Linked DNA regions of Mus musculus: region 1 is linked to region 2. The links are chromatin contacts, called in public promoter capture Hi-C maps. All regions are on one chromosome and are shown on one strand. The core of a region is the stretch at or near the end of the contact, and the rest is flanking DNA. Distances in the headings are between cores, read along the strand shown. Region 1 overlaps 2700097O09Rik (RIKEN cDNA 2700097O09 gene). Region 2 overlaps Snx6 (sorting nexin 6).

Region 1 (4,368 bases), core at 227-2,726, 270 kb after region 2:
TTTAAAGACAGTTTTGACACAATCATCAATAAAAAGAAAGACAGCTGGGCCAGAGAGACAGCTCAGAGGCTAAGTCCGGCTCTTGTCACTAACAACCCAGTTAATAATTGCAGACATTATAAACATGCAGCCTAGCTATGCAACAGATATGTGAACTAGTCAGTAGTTTTATCTTCATTCTTCTTTTTTCTTTCCCATCTGTCTTCATATTTTTCTTCCTGTATTTCTACTACACAGACTGGGGAAAGAAGAATCTGAAGGCTCAGTTAATCAAGGCAGCCAACACAAATCTCTCAGGGTTCCAGGGCGGCCTCTGGACTGATGGCAGTACAGAAGTCATAAAACAATCACACTCAAGCAAAATGTAGGGGTACCTCTTTTCTATGCAAGATACTGTAGAGGGAGACAAACCAGGTTAAAAGAGATACAGTATCTGTGCTCAAATGTGTGACACTGGAGTAATGTGACAAACACTCCAAAACAACTGTCCTAACTCCCCAGTGCTATCAGAGGAGTGAGCAGAGAGCAAGGATAGGAAGAGGGAAAGCCCAGTGCCAGCCTGGAGGAGAGGGATGGGAGGGAGGCTGGGAGACAGGACAGCAGAGCAAACACACAGGCAACACACACACACACACACACACACACACACACACGAAATTGAAAAAACAAACAAACAAACAAACAAACAAATGCAAAGAATTCGCCTGAAAGGGAAGATAGGTTTCAACATATACTATTTAAAATAACTACAGAAACCGTGTTTGTTGATTTTAAGAGCCTTCAATCCAGTATTTATCTACAACTTCGGGGGAGGGGGTGTAGCCATAGGGTGGTATAAAAAGGCCCTGAGCTTGAGGCCACACTGGAGAAAAAAAAAACAAACAAACAAACCAAGTTTCTCACCAAAAAGTTACTGAAGGTAGCCATGAAGTTACATGTCAGAAAAAAATTACATGGGTGTGTACTGAAATAATTTATTTTGAAAAGTAATAAAAGAATTCATAAAAATATAAATAAACATTTTATACATCTTTATCATATTAAAAAACAGAAGCAAGCACTTTATTATTATTCTTTATTAAGTATGATTCTTCAGAGGTCTTAATTTTTGTTTTTGTTTTTTGAGACAGTTTCTCTGTATAACCCTGGTTGTCCTAGAACTTGTTCTGTAGTCCAGGTTGGCCTTGAACTCACAGACATCCACTTGCCTCTGCTTCTGAGTTGGAGTCATAGACAGTTAGTTGTTGCTGTGTGTGTGCTGGGAATTGAACCTGAGTCCTTTGCAATGCTCTTAACTGCTGAGCTATCTCTCCCGCTCCCAATGAGTTCTTAATTTTTAAATCTCAATCTTCAACTTAATAGAAATTCCTATTAAGTATGTGATTATTACATAAGAGCAGTTTGAGGCCAGTCTGGTGCACACAGTGAGTTCCATGCCAGCTAGGCTAAAGAAAAGAAAACCCATGAATTTTGTTTGTAGTTCTAGGGCCTGAATCCAGTATGTTGGGCATGGCAGAAAAGTATCCTACCACCAGCCTTACCCCGACCCCATAAACTTATTACCAGATAATGTATTTATGCTGATCACTTATCTCTACTTTTTTTTTTTTTTTTTTTTTTTTTTTTGAGACAGGATTTCTCTGTGTAGCCCTGGGTTCTGGAACCCACTCTATAGACCAGGCTGGCCTTGAACTCAGAAATCCGCCTGCCTCTGCCTCCCAAGTGCTGGGATTAAAGGCATGTGCCACCACTGCCTGGCTTATCTCTACATTTCTAAAATGAGGGTGGGGAAAAGAAACACTGTGGGAATATAAAATAACCTTTATCAGAAAGATGAAGTTTTCATCCTTCAACTTTTAAAACATTTCCATGTCCGTGTGCCTGCTTGTTTGTCTGCACACCATGTGCAGGTGCCTGTGGGGACCAGAAGAGCATGCTGGATCAGCTCAGGAGCAGCTGATCTTACAAGCACTGTGAACACTGGATGTGGGCTCTGGGAGCCCTACCTGGGCCAGCTGTGAGAGCAGCAGACCCTCTTACCTGCTGCTGAGCATCTCTCCAGCCCCCTGACCTTTAACTCACTGAGTTTTTCCAATGTTATGCTGTCCTTAACATCAGAGATTGCTAATATTTTCTGCATTGCCATGAGGAACATAGAAGGATCTTAGTGCAATTTCAAGGATCACTGCATTAGAAAACAGAACCCTCCAAAAAACCAAAACCCCAAATCTTTTATCTTGTTACTTTTTTTTACAGAAGAAAGGGGAACCCTGTTCTAGCCTAAGAGAAGCATCTTTCCCTAATGACCACTATCCTGTGACATTTACAACAGCTCCTAGTTGACAAGATAAGCAACCATGAGGGGTGCAAGCCCTTCAATTTCCAGTTTAATAAAATACACTGGCAGCCAGCCTTGGAGAGTTATTTACAGTTCCGTTACCCAAACCGTCTGACAGGAAGAAAACAGAGGAAACACTCACTAGTAAGAGAGCCGGTCAACTCAGTGCATTCCCACACAGTAGCCGTACTGTGAGAATACAGAAGCAGTTAGGAAAGAGTCATAGAAGTAATAAAAAAATATGGTAAAGGTACCTTTATTCTGTCACCGAACTGGTATTTCTTTATGATCATTTCCTGCAACTGGCAAAATTGTCCATTCAGCTCTACCCCACAGAGCTGCACTGCTGAGCTGTAAAGGTAACCCTGAAATGGGAAGACACGGCCTGTCACAAAATAGTCAGCTCCTAAGTACAGGCTTATGTCTGCCTGAGCTGTAAAAACCAAACTGTTCTAAAACTCACAGAGTTCAGAACTTCTCCCATCAGGGATTTGATTGAAGTTATTAATCCTTATTAGCTATATTTTTAAAGACTGGTTTGTAAAGTTTCCTGATAAACTGGGCATTTGGCAAGCGTGGGAACAATGAAAATGAGCCCATTCCCAAGCTTTGTGGGTCTCGTCAGCCTGCAGAACCTCTGCGGAGGGAAGTTACGTCCAGGAGTCAATCTGTAAGGAATGCAGTCACAGCCACACACCATTTGGAAGGAAGGCAACCAGCCCAATCAGTTAACAAGAACAAGGGGAACTGCTGGAAACTGCCATGGTTCTGTCAGAGAGTAACAAAAGATAACCTGGAAGAAAAAGTCAGCTAATTTTGCCAGGTAACCTTCTGTTTAAGGGTTTGTTTGTTTGAGACAGAATTCATGCAGCACAGATTGGCTCTGGACTTATCTTCTGGATGCTAAGATTAGAGATATGTACCACCATGGCTGGCTCCTGCAGATGACTGCCTACCAACACATGCAAAAACCAAGGTTGAATCTATAGCTTTAGCACACATATTTATAATATTTATTTCTAACATGTTTCAAAGTGCATATGTCAATATTAAGGAATTTAGTATAGATTCAGCGATCTACTGTAGGAAAAAAATCAATATATTCACATTATCAACACTGATACTATACTGTGACGTCAGTTATTTGACATTACATTTTTTGCATGGCTCTTATTTTCTTTCCTTACCCTTCCTCTTTGTTCTCCCCCCCCCCCTTTCTGTGTGTGTATGTGTATCTGAAAAATAGGTCTATGTGCTCATGGGCATGCCAGAGAATGGTGTCTTCCTCTCCTACCCTTCACCTTACGGCACTAAGATTGGCAATACTCTTTAACTAAAGCTATGGGGCAAGGTAGGCAAAGCGGCTGCACTTATAATCCTCTCTCAGAAGGCTGAGTGAGGCGCCTTCAAGGCCAGCCTGTGATTTGGTAAGTCTCAAACCCAACCCCACCCCGAAACACCAGGAGCACTAGTAACAAAAGCCACCAAACTGCATCATCTATGCACAGAAAGTTTAAGCCAAGCATTAAAGAGTAAGTTTCTGCCTAAAGCAAGAAGCAATTCTGAAACCTGACAGCACCTGCTCCGGGCAGGAGTCCCTGCTGCTATGTCCTCCAGGGTTGGTTTTTTTTGTTTGTTTGTTTTTAGCAAGTTCTAATGACAGCCAGAAACCATATCTGAATTTTTTTGACAAAATGATTTAAGAACGTCAAGTACTCATGACTTGAATTTATAACAAGAGCCACATTGATGTTAGATTTTAGAAACAAAAGAAATGTGCATGTTTTGGGACACAGAAAATTGGACATGATGTATTCTTAGATGTCACCATCACCCAGTGTGTACACTTAAAAGACAAGGAAGCAGATATCCAGCGCTAGTAAAGGACTCGCTATGGCCACCCAAAAGTTTCTTAGGCCTAACAGTTTTTAGTTTTTTGAATTCTTATCAAAACACACTGTACTGTTTTATTTTAATATAGCACAAAGAAAAAGAAGCCAGGCATGGAGACATTCTCAGCCACAGTGCTT
Region 2 (4,347 bases), core at 758-3,257:
GGGAGCCAGTAACTTTAGAAGGTTTTAATAGGGAAAGACTTAATGTAGAGACATCCTATGATAACCAACATTTAATCAAATTTCTGAAAGAATTCAGTTTGAGGAAATTTCTAACTAGACTTTAACTGGTTTAATTTTTATTTGGTCCCATAAACTTTGTACTTCAGAGACAGAGTAGGTTAAACATTTGTGCTGCTCTTCATAAGACAGACATGTTAAGCAGCAAAAAGTACAGTATCATTAAAAAAAAGACCAGGGAAGTGGTGCGCACCTTTAATTCCAGGGCTGGAGGCAGCACCAGGCAGATCTCTGAAAATCTGAGGCTAGACTGGTCTACATAGCAAACTTTCTCTCAAAAAATACATACAAATAACTAAAATAAAAGTTTAAAGATCCTGAGCTAGAGAGATGGCTCAGCGGTTTTAAGAGTACCTGCTATTTTTCCAAGAATAGAAGACAGAAATTTGATTTATAGCACCCGAGTGGTGCTCACAACTGATAGTGCTTCCAGCTCCAAAGGATCCAACACCTTCTTCTGGCCTTCAGGGGTCCTGCAGTGTAGGTGCTTGCACAAACACATACACACACTTAAAAAAAGAACCTTGCTGGGTGTGGTGGCGCACGCCTTTAATCCCAGCACTCGGGAGGCAGAGGCAGGTTGATTTCTGAATTTGAGGCCAGCCTGGTCAACAAAGTGAGTTTCAGGACAGCCAGGGCTATACAAAGAAACTCTGTCTCAAAAAACCAAAACAAACAAACAAAAACAAACCCACTAAGCTGACCATGGTGGACATGCCTTTAATCCCAGCACTCCAAAGACAGAAGCAAGCTAATCTCTTGAGTTAGAAGCAGCCTGGGCTATATAGTGAGACCCTGTCTCAAAAACAAAGTTATTTTTATTTAAAGAAGGACGGAGAGCTGAATTCATGGTGGCAACAAAAAGGTTAGGAGTCCAGAAGCTAGAACTCAATAGTGTGTCTACTACAGCTCCTACTAGCTATATATGATCATGAGCAGTTCTTCAATCTTTCTGAATCTGTATAGATGTGTGAATAAATACTGTACAGGCACACAAATAATGCAAATCTTTGTTCCAGGTTTTAAAAGAATTTCCAGTCAAAGTAAACGTGTGAGGAGCCCCTTACAGCACCGAATTGCATATACCAAATAGACCAAGTGCAGAGGCGCTTCAAAGACAGAAAGACAGTTTGTGTGGGATGGGAGAGGTATGGGCCAGCCCACCACAAAGGGTTGTCAACAGTGATAAATAAGAGCATAAGATCCTTTTGGAAAGTGAAGTGGTTTGGTGAGAAAGCAATGAGGGGGAATGGCAGCCAGAAGGATGGAAGAGCAGCAGTGAGCTCTGCTACACCTAGAGAAATACCAAGGCTGCAGGAGAGAGAGATGTGAGGGCCAATGAGATGCACTTGCCACTTGGGCTGGGTTTTGTCAACACAGACTAGGAGTCTGCAAAAGAGCAAACTTAACTGAGGAGCTGACTTTATCAGACTAGCCCCCAGTAGGCGGTGCCACCCTACTCAGGCCAGTGAGCAGCACTCCTCCACAGCCCCGCCTCAGCTCCTGCTGTGAGCTCCTGCCCTGACTTCCCTCGCTGGTGGATTATATCACTTGAGAGCCATGAAGCCCCTCCTTCCAGGGAGGCTCTAATCAGGGCTGTGTCACAACAGAAAGCAAACCAGACCACCACACACAAAGACAGCCTGATGAGATCCCTGAACCTATGCAAAGGTACAGAGAAGCAACTTCATCAAACTGTCCTCTGACCCCCACACTTCCGATTAAGAATAAATAAAAGTCTTACAAGTTTTTAAAAGATACAGCAAATATTTCCGAAGTGAACTTAAGCTGGCCTCCGAGACTGTTGTGACCTGAGGATCCCTGTGTGAGCTGACTGAGCATTTTTTTGCACAGCTGGAGTAAGAGGGGAGTCCAGAAGACGCAGCAGCAGCAGCAGACCCGCCCACCACAGCTGCTTTTAAAACAGCATGCCATTTATAATTGAAAGCACATGCTAAGGCAATTAGGTCATCACTCTGACATGCACTGCACATCAAAACACAGTGACGGTCCCATTCAAAGGACGCATTTGTTTATTAAATGATTCGTTACTTTCCTTCATTTCTGTGTGTGGCTCCTGAAGAGATGAAGCTGAAGAAATCAAGGCTGGCCTATAGCTGTGATGCTGTGAGGTTTGGTTTGGTTTTTTAACTTTTGGGGAGAGGGGAGCACACTAGACTAAGAGTATGAGATGGGGTCTCATACCCTTAGCCTGGAAATCCCTCTGCCTCAGTTCTTTCAAGAGCACAATTACTGGTATATGTTGCCAAATACACTATTTTAAGCCTTCTTTTTAGTCACCATAAAACATTTTCTTTTTGTCCTGAGTCTGTCCTGATAAAAATACCATGATGAAACCCTACATCTGCTTTAAAAGATTTCCTTTAAAATACTGGCTTTACTTTTACCTACTCATTATTCTACATGCCGGTGTTATTTCTGAATCTTTAATGTTCCTTTTTGCTACCTAGATCAAACACTCATTTTATACTTTCCTCTCAGAGTCCTTTTCAAAAGCTGGATATGACGGTACACACAGGCAGTCCCAGTACTTGGGAGAGGGAGGCAGGAAAAACAGGGTTTGGGGGTACATAGAGAGATCTATCTGAAGAACAAAGCAGAGACGTGGGAGGGGGAGAAAGGCTGGCGCAGCGGTTCAGTGGGTGAAGGAGTCTGAGAACATGAGTTCCCACCTGGTAGGAGAGAACCAACATCCACTAGTGGTCCTTTGACCTTACTTGTGCATCCCCTAAACGAAATAAACAAACAAATACAATGTGAAGGGGGTGAGGGGGGGAGAGAGCCCCTTTTCTATAGCTGAGCAAAATGATCTAAAGCAGTGGTTCTCAACCTTCCCAACACTGCGACCCTTTAACACAGCTCTTCACGTTGTGCTGACCTCAACCATAAAGTTATTTTTGTTGCTACTTCATAACTGTAACTTTGCTAGTGTTATGAATCGTAATGTAAATATCTGTGTTTTCTGATGGTCTTAGGTGACCCCTGTGAAAGGGTCCTTATATTTCCCCACAAAGGAGTCATGACCTACTGGTTGAAAACTACTGATCTGAACTCTAAAGAAAAACTGCAGTGCCTTAAAATCTGACTGCTGGGATCTACTTCTAACAGGCCAGACAAATTTAAACAGGCCAGACACTTCTATTCCAAAAATGAGGAAAGAGCAAACTAAATGTGCAACCGTAATCAAACTTCAGTGAACAAGAAACTTCAAGGGTTGTTAGAGCTGGGGTGGGGGTAGGGGGAGCGAGAGAGCGAGAGCGTGAGAGAGAGAGAGAGAGTGTGTGAGAGAGAGAGAGAGAGAGAGAGCACGAGCACTCAGTAAGTGAACCTGTGTGCTGAGCTGAGTTCAAGCCCAGGGACCCACTGTCCAGCATAGAACTGACTCCTGAAGGTTGCCTTCTAACCTCTGTACATGGGCTGGAGGGTTGGCTGCATGGCTGTGCATGGCTGCTGCTTTCCCAGGGGACCTGTGATTGGTTCCTACACTCACACTCCTTGCGGCCCCGCCACACACACACTCTCCACAAATAAATGTAAAAAGAGAGAAAAACTAGGCTTCAGATATTGACAGTGCTTACTTAGCACACGGTCCAACCATAACTGCTGACTCGCCAGTTCCACAGCAGCACAGCAAGGAAGAACTGGACAGGGCACACAGCCACCACTACGTCCTAACAGCCTAAAACATTTCTTTTTAGAGATTCAGGCTGTCTTCTCTTTCTGTTTTTTGAACATTTTACTTTTCTTCCACATGAGGGCTGAGGCAAACCACAGAGTGCGCGTGGAGGTCAGTACCACAGAAAGCGTGTGGAGGTCAGTACCACAGAAAGCGTGTGGAGGTCAGTGAGGGGCAATCTGTGAGATCTGGTTTTCTCTCCATCATCTGCATCCCAGGACGGAACTCAGGCCATCAGCGTGGGGGAACCACGCCTGCAGTGCACAATTTCTAACTCATGGGAGTTCAAACCCAGCACAGAACCCTGCCGGCAAGCTGCACCGCTGGGCTACAGCTCCAGCCTATGCTGTGTTTGTGTTTGTTTTTAGAGTATGCCTCCTCGGAACCCCTTCCACTCTCACTTTTCCTTAATAAATTGACATTTGCTCTACTAAACATGAATAATTTTTTCCTTGACAACATTCCACAATTACTCCTGGGTACCTATGCCCCTTGCTTTTTCTCTCTCTAATTTTGTGACGTGTGAAAAGTTCTCCGATGCATCACTGACGTACTTTCAGTTCCATACACAA

Evidence for each region. Capture Hi-C pulls out chosen DNA fragments and counts their contacts.
Region 1: a contact with region 2 is called in a promoter capture Hi-C map of adipose tissue. The contact joins two enhancer-like sites. A contact is called at or near these places in 7 of 39 promoter capture datasets (the C10 cell line, cranial neural crest, embryonic stem cells and 3 more), 3 of 115 datasets of contacts at active chromatin or transcription factors (bone marrow-derived macrophages, effector CD8 T cells and large pre-B cells) and 2 of 9 other capture datasets (adipose tissue and liver).

Annotation. Positions count from the first base shown.
Region 1 is chr12:55,054,650-55,059,017 of GRCm38.p6, forward strand. It overlaps 2700097O09Rik (RIKEN cDNA 2700097O09 gene), which reads right to left. Exons shown (of 8, transcript NM_028314.2): 5 at 2,593-2,703. Among named protein-coding and RNA genes, the nearest start is that of 2700097O09Rik, 23 kb to the right of the region's middle. Within about 2 kb of position 1,477, at least 7 of the 459 cell types and tissues checked have an H3K27ac peak or open chromatin away from gene starts, as enhancers often do. A contact at or near this core is called in adipose tissue, where this site is marked.
Region 2 is chr12:54,787,959-54,792,305 of GRCm38.p6, forward strand. All of the region lies in intron 2 of Snx6 (sorting nexin 6), which reads right to left. Among named protein-coding and RNA genes, the nearest start is that of Snx6, 5.5 kb to the right of the region's middle. Within about 2 kb of position 2,008, at least 117 of the 459 cell types and tissues checked have an H3K27ac peak or open chromatin away from gene starts, as enhancers often do. A contact at or near this core is called in adipose tissue, where this site is marked.